Regions from separate parts of the Mus musculus genome. Here all the other regions are linked to region 3. A link is a contact called in public Hi-C, HiChIP or PLAC-seq and promoter capture Hi-C data. All regions are on one chromosome and are shown on one strand. Each heading gives the region's core, a stretch centred on a gene start, on an enhancer-like site or on the middle of the called end of the contact. The rest is flanking DNA. Distances are from core to core; before and after follow the strand shown. Region 1 holds the start of Ube2l3 (ubiquitin-conjugating enzyme E2L 3). Region 2 holds the start of Dgcr2 (DiGeorge syndrome critical region gene 2). Region 3 holds the start of Thap7 (THAP domain containing 7). Region 4 holds the start of Ypel1 (yippee like 1). Region 5 has its middle 18 kb from the start of B830017H08Rik.

What was found. Promoter capture Hi-C pulls out the DNA fragments that hold promoters and counts their contacts. A called contact is a pair of places that touch in the nucleus more often than the background predicts. HiChIP or PLAC-seq counts read pairs in DNA pulled down with a chosen protein or histone mark. Capture Hi-C pulls out chosen DNA fragments and counts their contacts.
Region 1: a promoter capture Hi-C map of adipose tissue shows a contact between it and region 3. The contact joins the promoter of Ube2l3 here to the promoter of Thap7 in region 3. A contact is called at or near these places in 10 of 39 promoter capture datasets (the 3T3-L1 cell line, the C10 cell line, the HPC-7 cell line and 5 more), 1 of 15 datasets of contacts at CTCF or cohesin (pro-B cells), 9 of 484 Hi-C or Micro-C datasets (B cells, the Ba/F3 cell line, the G1E-ER4 cell line and 3 more), 10 of 115 datasets of contacts at active chromatin or transcription factors (the 230-238 cell line, the SCID.adh cell line, bone marrow-derived macrophages and 5 more) and 4 of 9 other capture datasets (adipose tissue, embryonic stem cells, liver and 1 more).
Region 2: a FOXA1 HiChIP or PLAC-seq map of pancreatic cancer cells shows a contact between it and region 3. The contact joins the promoter of Dgcr2 here to the promoter of Thap7 in region 3. A contact is called at or near these places in 1 of 39 promoter capture datasets (the 3T3-L1 cell line), 1 of 15 datasets of contacts at CTCF or cohesin (the NIH/3T3 cell line), 4 of 484 Hi-C or Micro-C datasets (CD4 T cells, embryonic stem cells and erythroblasts), 4 of 115 datasets of contacts at active chromatin or transcription factors (bone marrow-derived macrophages, memory CD8 T cells, microglia and 1 more) and 2 of 9 other capture datasets (adipose tissue and liver).
Region 4: a contact with region 3 is called in a promoter capture Hi-C map of pre-B cells, with 3 times the contacts expected there. The contact joins the promoter of Ypel1 here to the promoter of Thap7 in region 3. A contact is called at or near these places in 3 of 39 promoter capture datasets (cranial neural crest, neural stem cells and pre-B cells), 2 of 484 Hi-C or Micro-C datasets (the G1E-ER4 cell line and embryonic stem cells), 3 of 115 datasets of contacts at active chromatin or transcription factors (all in embryonic stem cells) and 1 of 9 other capture datasets (embryonic stem cells).
Region 5: a Hi-C map of the N1E-115 cell line shows a contact between it and region 3, with 6 times the contacts expected there. The contact joins the enhancer-like site here to the promoter of Thap7 in region 3. A contact is called at or near these places in 1 of 39 promoter capture datasets (cranial neural crest), 5 of 484 Hi-C or Micro-C datasets (CD4 T cells, CD8 T cells, the N1E-115 cell line and 2 more), 7 of 115 datasets of contacts at active chromatin or transcription factors (embryonic hindbrain, embryonic midbrain, embryonic stem cells and 4 more) and 1 of 9 other capture datasets (adipose tissue).

What each region holds. Positions count from the first base shown.
Region 1 is chr16:17,200,084-17,202,788 of GRCm38.p6, reverse strand. Ube2l3 (ubiquitin-conjugating enzyme E2L 3) reads left to right here and starts at 1,297. Exons shown (of 4, transcript NM_009456.2): 1 at 1,297-1,354. The coding sequence starts at 1,328.
Region 2 is chr16:17,890,461-17,893,160 of GRCm38.p6, reverse strand. Dgcr2 (DiGeorge syndrome critical region gene 2) reads left to right here and starts at 1,433. Exons shown (of 10, transcript NM_010048.3): 1 at 1,433-1,775. The coding sequence starts at 1,697.
Region 3 is chr16:17,529,756-17,532,455 of GRCm38.p6, reverse strand. It overlaps Thap7 (THAP domain containing 7), which reads left to right and starts at 1,404. Exons shown (of 5, transcript NM_026909.2): 1 at 1,404-1,431; 2 at 1,599-1,678; 3 at 2,071-2,226. The coding sequence starts at 1,599.
Region 4 is chr16:17,068,861-17,071,560 of GRCm38.p6, reverse strand. Ypel1 (yippee like 1) reads right to left here and starts at 1,422. Exons shown (of 5, transcript NM_023249.6): 1 at 1,198-1,422.
Region 5 is chr16:17,814,250-17,816,949 of GRCm38.p6, reverse strand. It overlaps the pseudogene Zfp520-ps. Among named protein-coding and RNA genes, the nearest start is that of B830017H08Rik, 18 kb to the left of the region's middle. Within about 2 kb of position 1,444, at least 112 of the 459 cell types and tissues checked have an H3K27ac peak or open chromatin away from gene starts, as enhancers often do. A contact at or near this core is called in CD8 T cells, the N1E-115 cell line, extraembryonic endoderm stem cells and 2 more, where this site is marked.

The DNA of each region.
Region 1 (2,705 bases), core at 48-2,547, 330 kb after region 3:
TTTGAAAACCTCTGAATTAAGTGTCCTGAATATTCTGCTGAATGAAAGCAATGCATTCTCTTCACATTTCTGTCGGCCTCATGTTGCCAGCTCTGTACTGCTAGTTTCTCCTTAGAGCTTCAGCCCTTTTGAGACATGGAGTCTGGGGTCTTGGTGGCCTAGCCCACCATTCCCCCACTGGTGTCAAGTGATTTTCCCTTAGGGAGTCTATTAATTTTAGATAGAAAGGGCATCAAAAGACCAAAGCAAAAATCCTTTCTAATGGGCACATGGATGTTACTCATGGAGTACAGGTACTTTCAGAACTTGAGGGTGGAAGCTGGAGGATCAGGAGTTTAAGGTCATCTTTAGTTATATAGTGAATTTTGAGGCCACCTTAGGCTACATGAGGCCTTATCTACATCTCATCTCCCAACCTCCAACACTTCTCCACTTGTAAAAGCACTGAGTGAGTGTAGGGTTTGCCTTCTGGCAGTTTCTTTCTTCCTCTCTGGATATTTCAGCCATTACTAGGATCATACTATGTAGCTAGGCTGGCTAGAATCTATATTCTGCTTGCCTCTGCCTCCCTCTGCAGGAATTAAAGGCACAATCCACTTATCTTCGGCTGCCCTGCACTGTCTTATTCATGGTATTTCTTCAGTGAGCCTTCCTGAGAAGCAGATCCTGTAGTTCTTGTGTGTAGGAGGCTGTATGTGAATGTTAGTGTGGGCGTGCACACACATGCATGTGGAGACCTGAGGTCCACAGAATTCTTTCCTTGTTTGTACTTTACAGGTTTTCTCCTTGAATCTGAGGCTCACCATCAATTCAGTTAGGCAGGTTAGAAAAAGAACTTCAGAGATCTAACTGTAACTTACCTCCCCTAGTGCTAATGACCATGCTTGCTTCTGTGTGGGTTCTTGGGAACCCAAATTCAGGTCCTTCTTGATCAGGCAGGCACTTTACCGATTGTATTACGTGTTCAGTAACAGAATAACTTTCTCATCTCCCAGTTTTGATTTCTTCACAATGTTTAGTAGTGCCTGAAATAATCTTGATTATTCTATTATTTTGTGTACACACTATTTATAGTGCACCTACTATGTGTCAAGCACTGTATGTACTTGCCATAGGATTGGAGGCGCCATAAAGTAAGGATCTTTAACTGTCCAGGTCACTCGAGTCTACACAGGATTCTATAGCCCTGGGACCTGCACACAGTAGGCACATTTCTCTATTCCGCGCTCTTCCCGGTTAGCCCCTCCCCCGCTCCAGGAAGTGAGGGGGTTCTAGCCGCCTGGCCTACCGCGATGCATTTTGGGAAAGCAGCAGCACCAGATCCAAGATGGCGGCCAGCAGGAGGCTGATGAAGGTAAAAGCCATTCTCTGGCGCTGGCCAGGCGGGGGGCGGCGTCCCCGGGCCGGGACCCCTACGGCGGGCCGCGGTTCCTTGGGGCGACGCCGTTCTTCATCCCTCATTGCGTGGCCCCGCTGTGCCGCGTGCGGAGAGATCTAACGGGGCCGCCTAGGCCGCAGCCTGGGCGGGAGCGCAAGGCCGCGCTGAGAGCCGCCGCTGCCGGCCCTTCGGATCAGCCTGGGCAGTTCTCGAGCCCCCTCCTCCTGGAGCGAAGCCGGGCCCTCCGTCGCAGCGGCCGCGGTCCGGGTCGAGGACGCCGTTGATGTGTGGGCCGGGCCTGGAGGCCCCAAGCTGGGCGCCCTCGGGGAAGAAAGCCGGAGCCCCGGCTGGGAGTACGCGCCGCGGAGCCGCCCGGTCCTGGGCCGCGGTCGCCGTTCTCTGAGCCCCATTCCGCCAGCCCACAGCTCCGGGACCGGGAGGCTGCGAGGCCCGAGACGGGAAAGGAAGGAGGAGGGCAGGCGGCCAAAGTTAGGTCAGTTAGTTGGTGGTCTTTTGAAATTGTGTTGGGTCCACGCAAACTGTCGCCTTGTGACTGCAGAGTCACACAGCCGACAAGTTCCAACTCTAGGAAGGCGTGGGGTCGTCTCCCTGCGTAGCTAGGTTCTCTTTTCTATCCACCTCTTAGTCATCCGCATCTCCTTTCCCTGATGAAGGGTGGGGGTTGGTTTCTGTCGTTGAAATCAAAACCTGCCAAAGTTTACGAAAATAACTTGGTATACGCACTTTGTATCTTGAATGTATGGGAGTGTCACTTCACTAATTGGCTCCTTTGGTGAAGCATACAATATAGGTGCTCAGTTGGAGTTTTTCACGAGTAGATCTGCGGACATCCTCTAAAGATAACCCGCCAGTGTTTGAGTGCTACCTGGTAGTGCGGCCGAGCTCTCGCCGGACCGGAAATAAAAAAGGTCGCAGGAGCTGGCTCTTGAGACCAAATTTGTATTTGGTTGATGGAGTCACTGGAAACAAAAGAAAGCCATTTGCTCACTGAAACCTAGAGAGAACATTTGATAAAACTAGAGTGGAAGTGGGCACAAAACAATTGTGATCAAACCCCCTTATCTGTTCTGCGGGTGACACTCCATCATTTACCTACAGGAAAGGAATGCTAATCACTTCCGTGTTCAAACCCCAAAAGTTGTCGTCCCTTCAGCCTTGTGGGTTTCAGTTTAGGAAGATTTCGTGACTGCATGCTGTTTTCTTGTAATTTGATGACATGAATTCATCTGCCTTTTCTCAGGTCCCCTTCTCTATCCTTTTCCATGGTTACCCTTCTTGGGCTCCAGAGTTCTTTTCTCTAAAGCAA
Region 2 (2,700 bases), core at 184-2,683, 360 kb before region 3:
AACTCAGGACCTTTGGAAGAATAGTTAGTATTCTTACCTGCTGAGCCATCTCACCAGCCTGGGGCTTCACCTTTTAAAAGAGCACTTTTGAATGTGTTTTGGGCCCTGAGACAGACCTGGGCCGACTTCAGGTTCTTTATCTCCTGGCCCAGTGGTGGTAGTGGTGGTGGTGGGTTAAGGAGTTAACTCTGTGCTTTCATTGTACCGCTCAGCCAGACTTCTCACTTCCTGTCCTGCTCTTTTCTCTTCCAAACCTTTCCTGGACTCTTAACGGCGGCTCTGCAGGTGGACAGTTGGCAGGAAGACTGCACTTGGCTGAGTTCCCTCCAAAGGACCTGCCCAACTCAGAGCTCTGGCTGAGCTCCCAGGGCAGATTTGCAGTGGGGGTGGGTATGGGGGCAGAAGGCTAGGCCTGGATCTTGTACTCAGTGCTGGGAATGTGCCATAAAACTATCTGAGTGCCCAGAGCAGCACTGGACAGGTACCCTTGCTTCTGCCAGCAAGGAACCCCCCATCTGTTGTGACAAGTCCTATGTCCAACATCTTGGGCCAAGACCTGGTAAAGTTGGAATGTCTGACGACTTGACCTTGACTTTACCTACCTATAACAAGTTAGCATCTTTCACTCATGGCTCCATGTATCTATCGTAGGTTGAAATCCTGGGACTTTGGTGGAGGGGCAATAAGAGTGAGTCAGATATGCTGGAGGTGACTGGCCTTCCCCACTTTTCACTTCCTTCCCCTGAACAGATTGGTTTTTCATTTGCTGTCTCTCCTTCCACGTTCATGCTGTTCATGAAGGCAGGTGTGAGTTTAGCATGTGGAGCCTTGTTCCCAGGCTTTAGCCCTGTCTCTGCCTGGGCTTTTTTTCTCCATTGTATAGGCAGCTCCTTCCCCAGATCTGGTCCAGAGACTCTGGGCTTCTCTGTTAGATTCTGACATCCATTAAGCCATTTCCTCCTCTGTTGATATTCTTTGTGCCATTCCCTGATCCACAGAGACTGCTGGTCCTTTATTTTCACTAGAGCTCTTCACTTTCTTCACAGCCGTTCGGCGTTTAGAAGACCACTTTAGGGAATATGTTGGCACTGGGACAGACCTGGGCCTCCAGGAGTAAAGATCGTTCAGGTCCAGCTATACCTCCTCAATTCACTAATCCCGGATTCCCCACTCCTACCCACCCCAGACCCTGGCGCCAGCACTGTCAGTCCTTGTGACCCTACCAGCACTAGGGACCCCTTTTGGTACCTCGCTGCCAAGGCTGCGTCCCACCTCTCGGTTCAGCCAATGGCACGCCTCATTTCCTGCTAGCCCCGCCCTTGGCCCCGCCCACTCGCTCATTCCCTAGGCCTCTCGTGCTCATGCCCCGCCCCGCGTCTGGAGCTCGGGTCCTACCTCCCTCCGCCACCCCACCCCCCGCCCAGCTCGGCGTTCATTGGTTAGTGCGGGCCGGAGGCGGGGTGGCGCGGGCCGGAGCAGGACGGCCGCCATCTTGCGCGAGCCGGAATCTCATCCCGCTCCTGCGGCCTAGAGTGCGCGCGAGTCGGTGGCGTTCTCTTGCCGCGGCCCAGCTGGATCCCTCGCCTGCCGCCCCTCAGCCCCAGGTCGGAGTCCGGCCTTCACCCACTCCTCTCGGCCAGGTCCGGCCTCCCCGCGGGGTCACGCGGCTGCCCCGGGGACGATGAACGGAGGATAAATGGTGCCCAAGGCAGACAGCGGTGCCTTCCTGCTGCTCTTCCTGCTGGTTCTCACTGTCACCGAGCCGCTGCGGCCAGGTGCGCGGTGCTGAGGGTGGGGGCGCGGTCGGGGGTGGGGCTGCGGACGTCCGTTCCCCCGCGGCTGCTGGGGGCTACTGCTCCTCGGCCCGGCACAGGCGAGGCCTGGCCGCGGGCCTCTGGGCGTCCCCTGCCCTGGCACAAATTGGAGTGTACCAGGGTTCGGAGCCTCGAGGATGTTGCCTTTAGACCCAGGTCCACCGAGCGCCGCGTGCTCTGGGACCCACTGGCCAGGAGCTGCGTCTCGGGCGCACCCTTCTGCTTGGCTGAGTGGAAGTCTTGGAAGCAGCTTGTGGAGGCACCTGGTGCCCCAAGTGTCCGCCCAATTGTGGCCTAGTGCCAGCGTTTCAGCCCTGGACAGCGATGTCTGGTTGCTCATTGCCACTTAGTGAAACGCTTTATCACAGAAGTCCAGCCCTGCCCAAAGGAGGTACTGGGAGTAAACTGAGTACCAGGTGCAGGGGAGAGTCCTTTCAGCGGTGCCTGGCACTTAGTGCTTTGTGTGGTGTGATTAACTACTTTTGATACTCCCTTGGAGTTTTGTGTGGTGGGGAACCTCAGGTCCCTTTTCTGCTTATTTCAGATACTTCTGAACTGTGCCCCCCCCCCTGCAAAAAAAAACCTTCACTGCACCCTACTTCCGCAACAAAGCCAGGTCAATTTATCCATCAGGCACAGGAATACCAGTACAGCCTCACTGTCCCTTTAGGGATCCCAGCAGGGATGTCTTGTCTGTGAACTTTCAGAGACTCCTCTGTACTAGGGCGGTGGTAAGTAGAGCTCTTAATGCTTTTAGCAGAGGAAGGTTCCCATGAAGGAATGCCCCAGGCAAGTCTTCTATGGGTGACATCATGACTGGGTGTCAGAACAGGTGGGTGCACCCTCAGCAGTGTCCTATCTCAGCTCCCATCCTGCAACATATTTC
Region 3 (2,700 bases), core at 155-2,654:
AGCTCACTGCCCTTGAACAGGCCATTGAGTATATTAGAAAATGACCTGCCACATCCACACACACCCTCTTTATGCCCCACTGATGCCTTATGCCCCCTCCTGCCTCCCTCACACCCTAAGAACACTCATAGAACTCTTGAAGGCTCTTTGTCTTCTACCTCCCACACCCACCAACTATGTGAAATTAGAGATTCGTCCAAACTTCAGCACAAATAAAGTAACACCTGGGTTTTCCATGTTTTCAACTCACTTACTCTCTGCCCCTACACTGGTATCCCTACTGGGCCAATGAATTAAAAGAGGTTAGACAATCAAAAGGAGGATGGTACTCATGCACCCTGGGCCAAATCCATTCTTCTGAGTCTTGTGCAGCTCTAAGTACACTACTGAGCCAGCACATCGGTTGGTCCTTCTTGCCCCCTATTCCTTCAATGGGAGGCTTTATATAGGGATGAATGCCTCCAACAGATCAGGAAAAATCAAAACCAACTAAATAGGGGCTTCGATGACCTTTTCAGCCAAGACAACTCCTCTACAGGAGCATAACAGGCTACCCAACCTCGCCGGTACTTAGATCAAGTATGCCTTTGTGCCCTTCAGGCCTGGAGTCCCATAACCTCCCCTTCTGCATCCCAAGATTGTAATTGTTCACCTCTCTTCCCCCAGCAGAAACCCAAGGAACCCATTTCTGACTTTGTTCCTGCTACAAAAGTGAGCCTAGAATGTAAAACGCCTGATCCTGTGGTCAGAGAAATCCCCCTTCAAAGCATCACTGGGGAAACCGTGCTCTCGGAACACACCGGCTAGCGTCTCAGGGTTTGAAAAATGAACATTCCGATAACTGGACAGTTGCTACTTAGTATATTGGGACGGCCTCCCATAAGGTCACTATCTTCACCCAGGCCTTTACAAGGCCATTAAAAGAAAATGTTCTAAATGTGTCGTTAACATTTTATTTTGTGCATGTATATGGGGATCAAAGGACAATTACTGGACGTTGGTTCTCTCCTTCCAGCAGGTTGCGTCCTGGGGATCAAATTCAATCTTCAGGGTTGGTAGCAAGTGCTGAGCCACCAGTCCGTGGCCGAGTTCTTTCAGTAAAGAGCCCAGGTTTTTCTTGGTGGTGGATCTTTTTCAACCAGAGTGTGCGCGTACGTTGTTCAGGGAGCAGTACAGACCACACCCAGCTGCTTCGTCCAAACGACAGACGCTCAAACAAAACAGGGACCCGAAACTACAGATGCAGAAACCTCAACTCGGGAGCGACGATCGCCATCCCTCACTCCCAACATCCGGTGGCCCGCCCCGCCAGGATCTCTTCCGGTCCCGCCCCTTGGGGGCCCGCGCCACGGGCGACGGAGTATCTCTGCTCCCAACTTCCGCGTCGATCCACCCATCGCGAGATTTTGGCGGCGCAGCAATGGCAAGACCGTGAGTACCGCTGACGGGAGTCTATAGAACGAGCTAGGACAAGACTGGTACGGGGTCGGGCCTCGGGGAGCCGACCGGCTCGGGCCCTCTGGAGGGAGTGACAGTTGGGCGTGAAGACAGTCCTCCCCCGACTGCCGCCCACCACCCAGATCCCGCCCCTTCCCCAGATGCCGCGACACTGCTCCGCCGCCGGCTGCTGCACACGGGATACGCGCGAGACTCGCAACCGCGGCATCTCCTTCCACAGGTCAGCGCGCGTGCGTAGTGGCACGCGAGGGCTCATAGCGCAGGCGCCGGTGTTGCCGCACCTTAGGCCTCGCAGGAGACGGCGCTTTCCCGAGGTCGATGTGAGGCTTGAACTTGTGAGCGGGAGGGTGACAGGGAAGGGCGCATAGTCTCGAGTCCAGCCGGAAAAAGGACTGGACGCTTACCTGGCTTGGATTTACAGCTCCGACTCATTCCTGCTAGATGATGCTGAGCCGGCCCCTTTCTTTCTCTCGTTCTCAGTTTCTCCTTTCCCCCAGCGGGTGGTAATCTGAAAGGGTCGCGGGGAGGTCTGCCATTCTTGCTTGGGGAGCTTGGGCATCCTGAACGCAGGACTGTAGACAGTCTGGTGCTCACGGTTTTGTGGCTCTGCAGACTTCCCAAGAAAGACAACCCCAGGCGCGGCTTGTGGCTGGCCAACTGTCAGCGGCTGGACCCCAGCGGCCAGGGCCTGTGGGATCCGACCTCTGAGTACATCTACTTCTGCTCCAAACACTTCGAGGAAAACTGCTTTGAGCTGGTGGGAATCAGGTGGGTCTTTCTGCCAGCTAACACCAGGACAGGTTGTGAGGCATCAGAGCAGTGGGTCAAACGAGGCAGCTCTTTGCCCTGGTGGAGTCCATGCACATCCGCTGGCATGCTCAGAGACAAGCAGACCAGTTGTCAAGCGTGCCAAGCCTCTTTCCAGTTTTGTACAGTTAAAGCATGATCCCAGGATCACTGTGCCAGTGACATTAGAGAAAATCAGGCTTTCCAGGCTGGGGAAATAGCCCCCTTTGCTAAAGACGTGGTATGCAAGCATTAGGACCTGATTTCAGATTCAAGGACCCAAATAAAAAGCCACATGTGATTGCTTGTTCCTTTAATCCCAGTCCTGGAGAAGACAAAACAAAAAGGGGATCCCAAGGACTTATGGAAAAGCTAGTCTAGATGAGTTGTTGAGCCCTGTGTTGAGTTGAGAAACTTGTCTTTAAAAAAATAAGGTGGAAGGGCTGGAGAGATGGC
Region 4 (2,700 bases), core at 173-2,672, 460 kb after region 3:
GTCTGTATGTATGTATGTATTTTTAGTGTTTCATATGGGCCAGCCCCTGGGCTGCTATATATCTGTGGTAAGTCAAGATTTTGGTCTAATCCCTAAGAAGACATGCTAACCACATAGTCCCTTGGCTAGGAACACATAGACCTAGGGATCCTGGTAGCAAAACTCTTCAAATACAGCACCCCTGACTTTTTTAAGAGCCCACAGTATGGCTGGAGAGATGGGCTGACATCCTTTAGCACCTGCTGCTCTTGTGGAGGATCCATAACTTCGGCTCTAGGGGATCCGATGCCCTCTTCTGGCTTCTCTAGATACCAGGCACACACACGGTGAATATACATGTGTGTGTGTGTTTATTTATTTGTACCCCACCATACACATGCACACAGACACCCACTGGACCAGCCCCTAGGGGAGAGGGAGACGGGTACTCAGCAAACATTTGTTAACACATCTACCAGAACACAGCAGAGGTAAAGGGCCCTGGGTGATGGGTGAGGGTGGCTTACTCAGAGGGGCCTGGAGAAGTTCCCCAGAGGAGGTGAGCCTGGTCTTGGAACTTCAGCGGAGCGAGGAGGAGTATGGTCAATTCTTTGACAAGATACATTAGTTAAGGTGAATACATTGTGGATACTTATAAGGCAACTGAATTAGAAAGACCTTGGGCTGAAAAATGATGTTTTCAACGTCTATTATCTATCCAAAACAGAATTCTGCCGGCTTTCTATCCTGGAGCTCAGTACACGATCGAAGATGACCATTTGTGCAGTTATTGAGTAGAGAATATCTTATTTAGTTGCTACTGTTAGCAATTTACATTGATAAAGCCTAGAGCCACAAGTGGTAAACAATGAGGACAATTCCCTTTAGTTATTATTGTACAGGCAACTTGAAAATGCCACCCCATAATATTCTTTTATTGGAGGTATCTTCTGTATTTATTTCTTTCCCCATTTTTTAAGGTAGGGGAAAAAACAATGGGGGGGGGGGGGCGAAGAAAAAAGAAAGAAAGAAAGACCGGGATTTTGCGTTGTCTTCTAATGACCCAAATACCAACAGTTCGGAACATCAGAACAAAAAGTCAACGCATCCTCCGCACTCCCGCCCGGCCCGCCCGCGCCCAACAGGTGCTTCCCCGCCTCCCGGAGCCGGAGATCCTCAGGTCTCCGCAGAGAACCCCTGAGGCCCGCCCGTACTCACGGCCGCTCCGCGGTCCGCTGCGCCCATCCGGCCCAGGCTCGGTCGGCGCGAGCTCGGTTTTCAGGCGGTCCCGGTGTGACCCGGGACGCGCTCCGGCCGTTGGCGCCCACTCCGGGCGCGAGGCATCCTCCTGCCGCCGCCTCGCGGGCCGCCTGCCCTTTGTTTTGGACCCGTAGCCCAGCCCAGCCGCCATAAACGGCCTCGGAACGTGGCGATGCCCAATCAGTGTCCGAGCCCCGCCCTCGCGTTCCCGCCGCTCCGCCCCTCCACGCTCCCCGCCCCTCGCCCTGCCCCACGCGTCCACCCGCGCCCCGCTGCGCTCGGGGGACTGGGCTGGAACGTGTCCGGGTGGAGCTCGCCAGGAGTCCGGTGGGCTGGCCTGACGAGGAACCCAGGCGAACCGGCAGGTCGCGGGGCCGGTGGGGAGGTAGGGTCCTGGAAGGCCAAAGGACCGAGATTTTCCACAGGTTTGCGCCTCAGGCTGCAGGCAGGAGGACCTCTGCAGCTGGGTCCCTAGAGCGCAAGCTTCTTCCCTCTCTCCATACTGACCACCCTTTCTCCACTCTCCAAGTCGCCATCCAAGAGCCTCCAGGTCTGCGTGGACTTGAATTATGGAACCCCAGATTAGATTTCCTACCCACAAAACACAGGCAGTATCACCCAGTCTCCATGCCCACATCTGCGCTTCTTCTGTTATTTTTTTCTTAGTCTCTTTAGATCGATTTTTCAAAGCACACTGCTGAGGGTGAATGTACACATTGCAGGACGTATTTGCGCCCTCTAGAGTGTGCTTGTTAGGATTTATTGTATTGAGGATACCCCTAATTGATTAGATTGTGGGCCCTTTGAGTTGCCATTTACTTAGTGAGTCTCCCAAGTGACTGATTACTCTATTTTTGTATTCGTCCTAGCTAGGGAGTCTCATGTTTTTTTGGCTTTTAGAATATGATCTCTGTAATTCTGTAATTCAAGCTGGCCTCAACTATGTAGCTCAAACATGATCTTGAACTTTATATTTTAAGCTTATTGTGTGAATAAGCACATGCCTGTGCACCAGAGGTTAGCTCTGCTTCTCACCTACCATATTGATCCTGGATTTGAACTCAGGTCAGCAGGCTTGATAGCGGCACCCTCACTCACTGAACCATCTGGCTGACTCTTCTATTTTTAAAGAATTTAAGCGGGAGAGATGGCTCAGCAGTTAATAGCACTGACTGCTCTTCCAGAGGTCCTGATTTCAACTCCCAGCAACCACATGGATTGCTCACAACCATCTGTAACGGGATCTGATGCCCTCTTCTGGTGTGTCTGAAGACAGCGACAGTGTATTCACATACATGAAATAAATAAATCTTTTAAAAAATGTGTTTTTTTTAATAGCTTAGAAAATAGTAGGTTTATATACGGCATTTTCCTATTTCCTTAGCATTGGTTAGGCCTCCTCCAGCCTTCCTTTCCTACCCATCCCACTTCTAACACCTACCTGTTCATATCATGGATACT
Region 5 (2,700 bases), core at 195-2,694, 280 kb before region 3:
AAGGAAAGTGAGGTTGGGGCAGCCCTTGTGCACACGCACTACCTCACAGGATAGCTCCACAGAGGACATCCTAGGAGGCAAACCCATCAAGAGGTCTGCTGCTACGTTTCTGATGTGTTCAAGCAGCGCCAGCTGTTGGGACGGAGTACTAAAGAGTGAGAGGAGGCAGTCCTCTTTCCCCTGAGGCACCACAGAACTGCTGGCTCACATTTTTAGACTTGAGTTTATGCCAGTGCAATCTGTGGGTGGATGTATCTGGGACTGAATCAGCTCCTGATCCCGAGACCTGATCCTGATCTCAGCCCTCGGGGATTGATTAGAAGCCTGGCTGGGTCTTCAGCTGGAAGAGTTCCTTTGGCGGTTCACTTGGGCACTCTGCTTTTGTGCCTCTGGACTTCCGGGTGCTTTTGGTTTTCTATTTAATTTTCTGGTTTATTTGCAACTCCAGTCCAGCAACCCAGTCTGAGCTCCAGGGCCATGCTTCTGCTCCGTACAGAAAACTCTGCTTCAATCTCTTAGAGATTGGAAGGTGGAGCCTGAGATAATTGGAGGACATTTACAATACAGGGCTATATCAGGCTTTGATTCTCAGGCAGGTCAGATGGGAGGCAGCCCAGGTAGTATCCTGGCCTGGGAGCTGCAGAATGACACTGCACTGGGGAGCGAGGCTGCGCTGTGGAAGCCAGCTCCTATTGCTAGTGGGAGCGACCTCATAAAGGAGAGCCTTGGCAGCCACAGTGGGACTGAGGAGGCTGTCCCTCTAGGGTGCCCCCTCTCCTTTGATCAAGGCACTCTCACTGAACACTCATCTGCCAGATGCAGCAAGGACATCCAGTCCACAAAGGGACTGCCTCAGAACCACCAAAGAGCACAGCAACCGTCAGAAGAGCCCAGGCAATCTACACGAGAGCACAGACAGCATGAGGTGGGTGGGCACTGACGCTGCGGAGAGCAAGTCAGCCAGTGCGGGAAGGTATTCCTGCAAAGCTCCCGGCCCTTTCGCTGCACTTGCGCAATGGCCTTCAGATGCCACGAGTGCAGCAAGGCCTCTGGAGCGCCGACCTCGTGGAGCACCAGCGCAGCCACGCTGCTACTCATGCCCCAACGCGCACCCGCGGTGCACGCGGGCGATCGGCCCTACAAGCGCGGTGCCCGCGAGAAGGCCTCCAGGGGCAGCTCGCTGTTCAGCACGCACCGCCCAGCGCGCATCGGGGTGAGACCCTACGCATGCGCCGCCGAGTGCGCCAAGGCCTTCAACCAGCGCACGCACCTCACCCGCCACCTCTACGGCCACACGGGTGAGAGGCCCTGCAGGTGCGGCTGTGGCAAGGCCTTCGCCTGCCACTCTTCGCTCACCGTGCACGAGGAGATCCACCGTGGCCACAAGCCACTCAAGTGCTGGGACTGCGCCAAGGCCTCCCACAGGCGCGCGGGCCTCGCCCTCCACCAGAGGGCGCACACGGCGACATGCCCTTCAAGTACTGCGAGTGCGGCTCTGCTGCCCCTGGGACATGGGGTGCACCAGCGCACCCACAGCGGGGAGAAGTCGTTCCGGTGCTTCGAGTGCGTTAAGGCCTTCAGCTTGTACTCCTACCTCATGGTGCAGCCAAACTGGCGAGAAGCCCTACAAATGCCACAAGTGCGGCAAGACCTTCACCCAGAACCACTGTCTTACCACACACAGGAAGGTTCACCCCGGGAGAGAAGGCTTTCCAGGGCGGGAAGGATTTCTGCTGGAACTCACACTTGGAGCGCCAGAGGTTGCACTGTGAGGAGTTCAATAGGGGCTTGCTGAGCTCCATGCCTGGCAGCCTGCTGGATGCAGGGAATACCAAGGCGAGTGGCATGGACCCCATAAATGCTTTGAGCATAGCAAAGCTGTGTGTGATACAACTGACCCCTGGAGAACAAATCTGTCAATCAGGGTGACACTCGCCGGTTACTTCCCCACTCTCCCAAGTCATCAGCTCTAGATTCTCAGAGCCAGACGACTGTCCCTCCAGGTGAAAAAGCCTGGCTTGACCTTAAAGTAGTCTCTCACAAGCCATTCCCTCCTACTAGATATGGTCATGGCTAGGGAAGAAGTCATCCTACCAACATGCTTAGTGGGGCCAGAGCCATGAGAGTTTTTGCAGCTAGACACAGGCATTTTTCCTTCTCTCTCTCTCTCTCTCTCTCTCTCTCTCTCTCTCTCTCTCTCTCTCTCCTCTCTCTTCCTTCCTTCCTTTCTTTTTAAAAATTGTCTTATTTATTTATTTATTTATTTATGAAATAGAGTTTCTCCGTGTAGCCCCGGTTGTCCTGGAACTCTTCCCACAGATCAGACTGGCCTTGGCCTACCAAGTGCTGGAATGAAAGGTGTGCATCACCTCCTCCCAGCTGGCATTTTCTTTTAAAAGAAAATAAGGGCTGTGCAGATGTGTAAGTGGGTAAACTGCTTTTTGCCATGCAAGTGTGAAGGCCTGAGTGTGCACCTCCATAACCTGTGTGAAAGCCAGGTGTAGTGGACAGGTGTACGCCCACCTCTGAGCAGAACAGGAACCAGCAGGCTCTTGAAGCTCTCCAGCCAGCCAGTCTAGCTGAACTAGTGAGACCCTGACATTTCCCAGTGAATTTTTAATTGTTATTTAGGTGCTTTGCCTACATGTATGCTAGTGCATTGCCTGGGTGCCTGGTACCCACAGAGGCCAGAAAAGTAGA